Regions from separate parts of the Hordeum vulgare genome. Here all the other regions are linked to region 3. A link is a contact called in public Hi-C data. All regions are on one chromosome and are shown on one strand. The core of a region is the stretch at or near the end of the contact, and the rest is flanking DNA. Distances in the headings are between cores, read along the strand shown. Region 1 holds the start of LOC123445107 (abhydrolase domain-containing protein C22H12.03). Region 2 holds the start of LOC123445105. Region 3 holds the start of LOC123445104 (KH domain-containing protein At1g09660/At1g09670-like).

Region 1 (3,699 bases), core at 125-2,624, 180 kb after region 3:
CAGCATTAGGCGAGAACCATTCATCACACAATTTCCAAGCTTCAAGCTTCCTTACCAGAACTCCAGCATGCTTCTCGGCATCAGGCTGATAAGAAATCTTTGCTTCAGCCAAAGCCACCTGAGCACACCGACAAGGAGAACACGACAATGACCTTGAACTAGACATGGTCGATATCAACTGGCCACGACTACCAACAGTTTCCTAACAATACAAAACATAATATCATGACTAAAGTTCGGAACGTTGGTGTAGTTAAGAAATTAACCATTATCTAACCAGAACATTGAAATTGTATAACAGAGATTCGAATTTCAGAACGCCTGTGAAAATGCAAGAAATTGATAGTTAAATTAGCAGCTGCTGCACAAATTAACAGGCCATGCAGGTTCCATATTGTGAATATTAGTTGCTTTTACAAGTTGAATTAGCAGTTCACTACTTCACCGTATATATTGTTTGGTCACTAAGCATGCCATGGTGACGGTACGACCTGGGTACGAATCACAGCTACCAAGCAACATTACTCACTCCTACACTAAATAGGCCATGAACAATTAAAATTACACAAAAATCATAGGCAAATTTTAACATGCTCCCTCTTACCCCTTATTTTTACATGTGAGGTAAGAAGGTAAGAGTTAATCAGACCACTGATTAATGAGATCAACGGCTCAGATCTATTATATACTCTCAAAATCATATCAGTAAGGGCCATCATCAACTCGTCGAGATGGCTATGGAGTTTTCTCGGAGAATAAAAATAGCGAGTTCCATAAAAAGAGTTAGACCAACACAAGCAATTTTAAACACAGTGCCTCTGGCTCGCGATGGCACGAGTTTAGTGACCAAATGAACAATCACAAACACTACTATGAAGTAAACCGTAGATATTGATATGTCACACGGTAAGAAATGTGGCATCTATCACTTGAGGCAGAAACGCATTCCTTCAGTCGCCCTGATCGCATCTACATTGCGTCCATCGCCACTGCCGCCGTGTATCCTCACGCCCTCAAAATTGCACCAAAATCTCGCATCTAGCTCCAGTCAGCCAACGAGAGGCGACAGTGCGAGTACCCGTAGCTCCACGGCGCACCAGCCCCTGGGACTACGAACTGCTCCGAGTAACCTAATTGAGGACGAATCGATCACCGAAACCAGCTGGAGAACAGTACCTGGCGGGGGCGGAGGCCCGACGCGCGAGCCCTGGCCCCCTGCCGCGGCGGCGCGAGGACCGGTGCGAGTGGAGCCCTCCTCAGCTCCGCGGAGAGGGCGCGCGGCGGCGGTGCGCCGGCCGCCGCCATCAGATCACCGGCGAGTAGTGGGGGTGGGAGCACCGAGGGGGCGAATTGTTGGTGTGTCCGTGGGCTTGCCGCGTCACCACAACAAACGAATTAATCGTTTTTGTTTATTCGGCGAGGGCGAAGAAAAAGCTAGAGGCGGAGAACCCAAGGAGCGGGAGAGAGGCTGGCGTGTGGGGTAGCACGACACGTGGCTGTCCCTTCCCCCGCTGACTGGTGGGACGCAAGGGCAGTGTGTGTGGTTTGAGGAACATGGGCCGGTTACTTGTATAGATTCTGTTCAGCAGGCCGTCACGGGCCATGCTAGGCCTAGCACCTGTCACCGGCTTCTTTCCAAGTTGAACCGCTGGATTGTCTAAAAGAAAAAGGATGAACTGCTGCTTCTTCTCTGAAAAAAAAAAACCGAAAAAACTAAGGGCGCTGCTACGCGTCCTCCGGTCGAGGTGTAGATATTATCCGTCCCCTCGACGGCTGTTGGATGCAAGAGCTGATAGTCGTTCGATCTAGTGTTCGTGTCCTACATGTCCGCTCTGTTACAGACTATACAGAAACAAGACACTCTTTCCTCGACCCCGACAGAGTTGTGCCCCGTGCGGCGCCACCGTCAACCAACTGCAAAATCACCCGCCGCCGGCGTGCAGGACCTAAACTGAAGTTTCTACAACACTATGACGCACCATATCGCGCGTCAGATGGTTGGATCTGACGCAAATCGAGCTCATCGAGGGGCCCTGCTTTGAGAATAGGCGCGACCATCGTTCTCAGCTCCGAACGCCGGGGAATGGGTTCCATCGCATGTTGGAGTTTCCTCTTGGTTCACAAAACCCCCGGTGGTGTTCCCTAAAATTACTTCGAGCATATCGCACCATTACATTATCAGTGCAACACTCCCCGTGTTTCACAAACATACACGAGTAATATTGTAGAAACTTTTTGTAACACATGTCAAGTTGTGGAATTTTTTACAATATAGGTTAAGCCGTAGTTTTTTTAACAAAGGTTTTGTTACAATTTTTTTCTTTCAACACAGGTCTTGTCGTAGAAAATTTTCGCGACAAAAGTCTTTTGCATATTTATTACAGAAGTATAAATATTTTTACAACAACGATTTTATTGCAGAATTATTCTACAACAAAGCTGTTGTTGCTGAACTGTTCTACAACTGAGTTATTGTTGCACAAAATTATAGAGGTGTTCTCATAAAAGACGTCCGTGCGAGTCAAAGCTCCGCAGCTATCTTAGATGGTCTTGTACAGAGCATGATGGAGACATAAGACTACATGGACACGTGATAGAAGATGAATGTAGTGGACTTTGGGAGCAATCCGAAAGTGGATACTAATCATTTCTCAAAAACTAAACCCATGGTTTTTCCAATATTCCTGTAGCTATATGTATATATATACACACTATAAAAAAAGCGAAGTAGGTAGCTTCGGTTGTAAGACGGCGTTGGAACTTGAAAGAATTTGTGTGTATACCAGGAATCTTTTGTATTAAATGGACCCTCAAAAATGTATTCGCCATTTTTAGATAGACAGGCTGGTTTTTTTGCGGGGTAAAAGGGATTTGTATTATTCAAGAGCCAAAAAGATCCTATCTATACAAGTTAGGGATATTGTCCGGGCTAGAGCGGAGCTAGACCACAATGCGGCCCTCTATTCTTCCTTTGAGATAGACGTATTTTCATAGACACATTTTTATTTGGAATAGTTGTGTAAACGTACGCTACGAACGATTTATCACACTCGATCGTTGGGAGCCCATACGAGATGGAAAAGTAAGCCACAACCGCCATATCAAAACTCGAACCACATGATGTCCACTAGCTAGTCCGGAGAAACAAGTCATGTGTCGCCTCTCCCTTCCCCACGGCGACTCGAGTGCTAACCCTAGCCACCCCCGAACTCCATCCCCACCACTCCCAGTCGGCGAGAAAGCCTGCGTGGTGTCGACGGCGGCGTGCCTCTCGGTTTCACCCTCTCGTGCAGCTCGGCGGGGAGGGGCAGTCGTCTACAAGGGATGTTGGGGACGGCACGAAGAGTTGAAAGAGGCGCAAGGTCGGGCACAACGAGTTGGCGTCGAAGGAGGCGACGGGCGCGGCGCACGGGGGCGCTAGTCTACACGGGCTACAACATGGCGCGATGGCTAGAGCCCCGGAGCTGCGTGCACATGGTGCTCGGGTGTCGTCCCCTCACGGATCTGCGGTGTGCTTGTCGTGGGAGGCGCGCATGAAGCTTCGGGAAACACAGATCTGGCGCGTCGGAGGCGTGCTGGGCGGAGGGCTCGAGGTAGCGCAGATCTAGCACGGGGCGGCACGTGGTGAACGCGGCGAGTTCGTGAGCGCGGGCAATAGCGGCGTTTCAGTAGGATGAGAGCGGACACTGTGGTGGGCGT
Region 2 (4,069 bases), core at 698-3,197, 160 kb after region 3:
GAGGTTGAATACATATAAAGGTGATTTCCTATTTCCTCACGCGAGCTCCCGTAGCTCAGTTGGTTAGAGCGTTGGTCTTATGAGCCGAAGGTCGCGGGTTCGAGCCCCGCCGGGAGCACCTTTTTTTTTCCCATCTACATAGAACTTTTTCCTTTTTCTTCGTTTCTATACAAGCGACACGATTCGTCCTTGCCTTTTACTCCCCATTTTTTATGTCCCCTGGGCAAAGATGCTCTCAAAAATCGATGACCGCCCTGCTCCACTCCATACCACTCCACTCCGCCATCATGTGCCGCTCTTTTCTTCTCCGTGGATGCGTACAACCGAACAGGAACGTTCGGCGGTGGCGGCAAAGGAGTGCTGACGCCCAAGGTCGGTCTCATCCCTAGTTTCACTCTACGCCGAGCTTGTCTCCGCCTATAGATATTATTTTCTCCGTTTTCAAATATAAATTTTTTTAAAAGGTTTTATTAATGTACTACTCCCTCCGTTCCTAAATATAAGTCTTTGTAGAGATTTCATTAGTGGACTACATACGGATGTATATAGACATACTTTAGAGTATAGATTCAATCATTTTGCTTCGTATGTAGATCCTTAGTGAAATCGCTTAAAAGACTTATATTTAGGAACGGAGGGAGTACATATGAATGTATACAGACATATTTTAGAATGTAGATTCATTCATTTTGCTTCGTATGTAGACACCTAGTAAAATCTTTTAAAAGATTTATATTTTTAAAAAAAGTATCATGCATGTCAACTAGACAACTTTAATGAGGTGTCATAGAATTAAATGAAGAAAGTAGAGTTAAGATATTATGATACCGTATCATATTAAATGATATGTTGTTTTGTGTCATGCATGGTAATAAATTAACTACTTATAATACTAGTAACATATGATATCACTAGCAAAATTAGCATGGGGCTCAATTAGCTTGAGTGATGTACTTTAAAGATTTTTTATACTCTAGAAGATGATATTACAAAGACTATTTGTCACTAGGCCTAGAGCTATATAGCCCCATTTTGCCTTAGGCTTGTTTTCGTCACTGGCCCTGTTTGGATACTCTAACTCGGTTAAAGGTTAGAGTTAGATTCTAACTCTAGACTAACTCTGAACTAACTCTAACCAAAGAGGTGTTTGGATGGAAGGGTTAGATTGTCAATAAATGCATTTTTCAATCATTTGACTCCTTTATCCAGTATTTTGTGTGGTGGAGATAGAGGAAAAAGTAACTTTTTATGGACCCCACATAACTCTAACCTAAATAAGCATATTTTGGATGAGTTAGTTCTTTTGAATGGATTAGATGCATCTAACCAACTCTAACCTTCCTGTTTGGATGTTTTAGAGTTGGTTTGGTCCAGTCTAACCAACTCTAACTCTAACTCATGGATCCAAACAAGTCCACTGTATGATATTATGCACTACGGATGTAGTATCATATACTATGAAACTTCCTGTTACAACCAACCTCACACAGCTGCCGTGATGCCTCCTATTCCCATCGTTGCAGCGAGAAACTCGTAAAACATTTTACTTAGGGTTTGTCCAGAGGCTCTGCGCTCCCAAAGCGAGTGGAGCTGTAGTTGCAGATAACGGAGCTGAGAAACTGAAGCTTGGCAGATTCTTGTATTTTTCCAGAGCTGGTGGACTTCCGAAGAGACACTTACTATAGTCCGCTGCATCCAATTTCCGTTGAACCACCTGCTTATTGATAGAAGCGAGAGCCACGTTTTCCGTACTCCAGTATTTCAGTATCCATACATTTATCGTCCTGTCCAGCCCAGTCCCGCAACAAATGAGAGAGAAACGTTTAACCGAGCAACCACCCCAACCCTCCCCGACCCCGTCCGCGTCCGGCCGTCCCTGTCACCACGACACGTACGCAGCCGAGGCGCCACCGAAGACGAGCAACCACCCTCGCTGTCACCAGGGACCCACCTGCGAGCCCCCCAGTTAAGCTCCGCCCTCGACTCGACCGCTCTCTTTCTCGCGATCTAAATATTTCCGCTCCGACGTCCGACCCCGAGGCCGAGCCACCCACCCGCCCCCCGCCCCCGCCCGCGACCATGGACATGCGGGCCCTCGGCTTGAAGGCCGCCGCCGGGCCCTCCTTCCTCGCGCCGAGGCCGCGGCGCTCCCCGCCGGCGACCTGGGCGCCCCGCCCCGCCGGGGAGATCGGCCTCGGGCCGAGGAGCGGGAGGCGGTGGCCCGGGCTGGCGGTGAGCGCGTCGGGGAAGAAGAGCAGGCACGGCCGCGACGGGGACGACCCCAAGAGCAGGCCCTCCTCTTCCGGTAAACCCCTCTACCACGAGATCCTGTGCTCTGTTCGTTTGATTCTAGTAGCGAAAAGGTGGGGGGATCTCCGCGCGGATTTTGTGCGGAGCCTGGAGGTGGACAAACCTTTCTGTCGATTCCATGCGGGTCGACGTGGTGCTGCTATGGCGGGGCTACTCTTTGCGCGATTCTGGTGCCCCCTTTCCGTGATCGTTACGGCCGGGCCATGAAACGGTTGCCGAGTTAGGAGCGTGTCGTCTTGGCGTCAGGGGTCGGTGTTAGTAACCCGTGAAACACTGAAATCGGTGGTAGAAATAGAATGGTGAAACTCTTACGGCGAGCTTCTTGCTGCGATGGTGGACAAGCTATTGTGTAGGTTGCATATAGGAAAATGGATCCTTGGGGTCTATTGCTCTGTTTGGGTATTGAATTGCTTCCGGTGCAGTCTGTGACTAAAACCTCATAGTAGCTTGTTTGCTGGAGTGGTTTGGATGCAGAAATAGTGGACTTATGGTTGTCAGATGATCTTATTTTCCCACCCAACCACGGTGCTTTTGTTTAGATGTGAATAGTTGAATCAGCATAGTAAGGTAGGCTTGATGTTTATTCAGTTGTGGGTATCAAGCACGTACAATATTACAGTGTTTATGTAAAGAGCTAGACTGGATTGATAATAAACTATCTAAAGGATGCATAGAATTGATGATTTGTCAATGCAGGAAAAGGTGATGCATCTACTCCCATTGGAGATGATGATGCCGATGCAGTAAGCCAAAGTCATGGCGAACTGAAATCCAGTGACACGATGTATGTACCTAGCAACCTGTCATATTGGCGAGATGTGAGAGCAAGCTTTGTGATTCCAAAGTCGGTAAGTCCAATCCTTTTGGACTAGTTTATTCCAACTGTCGCTCTCCATTATTTATTTATTTCAGAAAACATTTCTCCATTATCTTGTATGAACGCGGTATTTGAAAAGTAGTACATGATCTAGCTTTATAAATTCCACTCATGCTAGATATTATGTATGATCCTTTTACGTAATTATTTAGTAGTGGCTTAACTAGCATAGCCTTGACTGAATCGCTGGAAATATATTTGTTCTTCATTATATCAATTAGTTGGCATCATATAGAGAGAATGCACTTGTGTAGGTTCAGTTAGCCTGTGTGTTCACCCAACATCATACTCCGTACTTCAGAAGAGCCCCACGAGAGCTTGGAAACTTGAGAAGAGCTAAGTGTATTGGATTGTCCATATCACACATTTTGTTCGAAGTATTCTAGAGTCAACTTCTGATCCTAGTTGAATTTTTTCTTGGTTTTTCCTTTTTTTCTGGAGGACTTTGAGATTATGCTCTCAACTATGACCTACTCCAGTAAGTCCGTCCATGTTTCTCCGAATCTTCTGTAACTCCATTCCTGTTAAACTTCCTGGCAGTATAATAGAGGAGTCTAATTTCTTCACCTTTAAACACCAAAGGCTAGAGCATTTCTATGCAGTGCAACAAGATATTCGGTGTGCTATTTCTAATACAGAAGCATTGCCTTATTTACCTTTTTGCTTGTCCTGAAATTCTTCCGTTTTGTCCTAACTATACAAACAATACCAAAACTGTCCTGTCCCTGCCTGCTACTTAGTGCTGATTTAGCTGATTCAATCTCTTGTAAGCTTCCCTATAATATTTTTCCTAATTAATTCTTCATCATGTCTTAAAACCAGGAGCAAGCAGTCGATGTAAATACAATACCACAAACATCATTCGATGGACCAGTACACTGT
Region 3 (3,655 bases), core at 497-2,996:
CACAATTAAAGAATAGGAATAAGCTGCATGGTGACCATTCTTAAATAGATATTTGTTGTCGGTATAAAAAGCATCAAATTCCAAAGTGTGAAGCCAATTACGAGACAGAGTTACGAGGGCAAAGTTATTTATGGCCACGAACTGAACAGGTTACCAGTATATTAGGGTATATGAGAAATGTATTAACAGAAGATCTGGTTTAACTTGCCCGATGGACTAATAAATGATAACATTACCAATATTTTTGGACAGGAAGAGCATCATACATCCACAAAGATATATCAGGTCATCAAATTGTCATAACAACTCATAACCATTACTAACAGTTCATCACCTAACAGATTTAGGGTAAAACAGATTAAACTAAACAGAGCTATGAGTGATAGTGACTGAATGGCTGACTGCATCATGAACAACACATTTTTTTTCCAACCAGGCTCACACCCCTTTCCATTAATTGCTCAACGGAAATACAACAGTCTAAGTCATATCCAGTTTATCATGAAAAACACATAGTATGCACATTGCTAAAGACCATATAAACAGGAAGAATCACAGTAATGCCTGAAAGAAATAAACCTTGGTTCAAGAGCCTGGTACAGTAGGGAAGAACTTGCACGAATGGGGCTAACTTCTGCCTCTCAGCAAGCAACTCAGCCAGATACCTACCAAAGGAACAAGCACATTAGGATAACACAGGTCACTCCAACTCTGTTGTTCAGATGGGAGATTAATACGATATGACAGAAAGCACAATCATGATTTGAAGCATCTAAAACAACCAGAAGGCAAACCAAAACGCTGTAAAATACTAGAACTTTGATTAGATTTATACAACAAGATCCAGCAAGACGTAAAATTGTACACACGTCTATCAACAGATGACCACCTTATTACAGACGAATTTTACATCAACAGGCCAACAGAAAAAATTTAAATCTATCAGCGAGGAGCAATCATCTAAATCCCTATCTCCACAGATCACTCCTCCGTCACAATCTCAGCACTCGAAGAAGGCCGGAACCAGGCAGGAATCTCCGCCGGCCGCATCAAATCTCGTGCTTCCCGGAAGATTCCGAAGCGGCTGGATCAAAAAAACGAAAAACGAAAAACTCGACCGGAGAAAAACAAGAACTAGGATAGCAAAGCAGGAGCCCCACCTTTCTCTCTCGGACGAGGCAGAGTACCTCATGGAATTGAGGTGGTGGTGGTGAGGCGAAGAATGGACAGGGGACTGAGAGTACTGCTGCAGGTGAGACGGCGGCGGAATCCTGTTGTCGTCCATGGCTCCCTCCCAACGGCAAAATGAACAAACTCTACAAGATTTTGGGGGAGAGAGGAGGACCAAGAAACCGAGGACCAAAAAAACCGGAGACCCGAAGCAATCAAGAAACGGAACCCAAGAAGAAGAAACAACTACTTAGCAAAGCTACGGCAGGGAGGGGCAATCCTGAGGCCCCGGAATCTAGAAGGGAGGAGGAGGGATTGGCAAGGACCGGGAGGAAGTATATATAAGGGATAGATGGGATTTTGTGTAGCGCAGAAGAGGAAGGTAATAGATGCGCAATCAATGATCGGCGAGCCCAGGCTGTGCAGCGTTGGCAGCAGCGGCGGCAGCAGCAGCAGCAGCAGCTCGTGGTTCTTGCTCCTCCTCCCTTCCCTCCACAGCACACCCGCAGAGGGGGGAGAGCAGGGGTGGGTGGGAGAAGGGGAGGGGAGGGGAGGGGAGGGGAGAGGGGAAGAGACAAACCCAAAGGAGGGCTTTGGATTCTCTCCCCCTGCCGTATTTGTCGCTGGAAATCGCAGATGATTGATCGACGCCTTCCGGGGTTTCCACCCCTGTAAATTTTCCTCCTTCAACGGTATTGGGTTTCTTTCTCTTTATCTTCGGTTGGAATTTGGAGAGGGTTTATTGTTGTGCTAGGTGCACCCAAGATAACTTTTTTTCGCATATCGCACCCAAGATAACTGGTTTGAAGGGAAAATGTACATGAGATATATAAAAATATGAATTCATCGGGTACTTTTCAAAATGAATATGGCGTGAACTTTTCAGAAAAAAAGGAGTGACATGAGTTGTTATGGCCTTATGGGATAGATGAATATGGCACAAACTTTTCTAATAAAAAAAATGCCGCGAATCGTTACGGGACAGATGAATATGGTACGGACTTTTCAATGAAAAAAGATGCGACAAGTTTTTGTCATATAAATGAATATGGCGCGAACTTTTAAATACAAATACCATGATTACCATTGATGTATTTTCACGCGCAAAAAATGTTGCCGTTAATGACACTCACTAATTTACTAGTTTGAAGGGGAAATGTACATGATATATGTGAAATATAAATTCGTACTTTTCTAAATGAATATGGCACGAAGTATTTTATTAAAAAGGGAACGCCATGAGTCCTTATGGAATGGACGAATATGGCGCGAACATTTAAAAGTGAATACATGATTACCATTGAAGTACTTTGGCGCGCAAAAAATATTGCCGTTAATGTAGATGCTCACTAATTTGCTCGTATCATTTGTAATCAATGTACACGAGTTGGAGCATACAACGTTTTTTCTTGAAAGCATATGTGTGCTGAATATCACAATTTCATCGAATGTGATCATTGCCGGCGTGCTACTGAGTAATTAGATTAAATCCACCAAATTAAACCCACCTGAACATACGTTGGGCATGTTCCTCTTTTTCTCAATGGCGGATGATATATTTTTTGAAATTTCTGGAAAGGCTTTATAATCATGCTAGGGAGACACTAAAACTTGTTAGAAAAAAAAAGCATAAGATGAGTACTATAACACAACTAGTCGTTATGAGATAGATGAATGTGACGCGAACTTTTAAATACAAATACCATGATTACCATTGATGTATTCGCGCGCAAAAATATTACCGTTAGTGTAGTCATTCAGTAATTTGCTAGTAATGTCGTTTGTAATAAATGCGTACAAATTAGAGCATACAACGTTTTTCAGAAGCATATACATGTTGGATATCACAATTTCATCCACCGTGATCATGAACCACATAACGCGGTAATTAAATTATACCGTCGGGACATATGTTGGTTCTTTTTTTCTTACTTTGTTTGATGGTCTAATGTTTTTAATTTTTTCTTACATTGCTTTTGTACTTTAAGTTGGCTAGATCATCAGCACCATAAATCAAAATCCCAAAGGATGAGCACAAGTTTCTTCCTTTGCCAGTTTTGGGTTTCCTTCTTTCCATTTTCACTTGGAGAGGGATTATTTTTAGTTTAAAATTCTGAAGAGGTTTGTTGTTGGGCTAGATAAACCCGCCATAACTTATTTGCAATAAAAGTGCTAAGATATGTAAAGATATGCAAATTCACCCAGTACCAGGAGTTACGGTATAAATGAATATGGCGCGAACTTTTTAAGAAAAAAAAGGTAAAAACCTTGATTATCGTTTCTTTTGCGGGTAACCATGATTATTATCGTTGATGCACTTTGCACAAAAAATCTGTAATGAATGTTTTTTTCCTGGGTGAATCAGTGAATGTGGATACTCACTATTTTGCAATCAATGTACTCGAGCTGGAGCATACAGCCTCTTTTGGACGTATATATGTGCTGGATATTACGATTCCATTGAATGTGATCATCGTGCATGCGC

Evidence for each region. Hi-C and Micro-C count contacts between places; a contact is called where the count stands out from the background.
Region 1: a contact with region 3 is called in a Hi-C map of seedling, with 3 times the contacts expected there. The contact joins the promoter of LOC123445107 here to the promoter of LOC123445104 in region 3. A contact is called at or near these places in 3 of 6 Hi-C or Micro-C datasets (leaf and seedling).
Region 2: a Hi-C map of leaf shows a contact between it and region 3, with 5 times the contacts expected there. The contact joins the promoter of LOC123445105 here to the promoter of LOC123445104 in region 3. A contact is called at or near these places in 4 of 6 Hi-C or Micro-C datasets (leaf and an unstated tissue) and 1 of 1 datasets of contacts at active chromatin or transcription factors (embryo).

The regions. Positions count from the first base shown.
Region 1 is chr3H:563,163,329-563,167,027 of MorexV3_pseudomolecules_assembly, forward strand. It overlaps LOC123445107 (abhydrolase domain-containing protein C22H12.03), which reads right to left and starts at 1,375. Exons shown (of 13, transcript XM_045122038.1): 1 at 1,177-1,375; 2 at 56-202. The coding sequence starts at 1,305.
Region 2 is chr3H:563,137,884-563,141,952 of MorexV3_pseudomolecules_assembly, forward strand. It overlaps LOC123445105, which reads left to right and starts at 1,948. Exons shown (of 3, transcript XM_045122037.1): 1 at 1,948-2,305; 2 at 3,007-3,158; 3 at 4,010-4,069. The coding sequence starts at 2,080. It overlaps TRNAI-UAU (a tRNA gene), which reads left to right and starts at 45; the gene lies at 45-118.
Region 3 is chr3H:562,978,547-562,982,201 of MorexV3_pseudomolecules_assembly, forward strand. It overlaps LOC123445104 (KH domain-containing protein At1g09660/At1g09670-like), which reads right to left and starts at 1,747. Exons shown (of 7, transcript XM_045122036.1): 1 at 1,161-1,747; 2 at 580-665. The coding sequence starts at 1,285.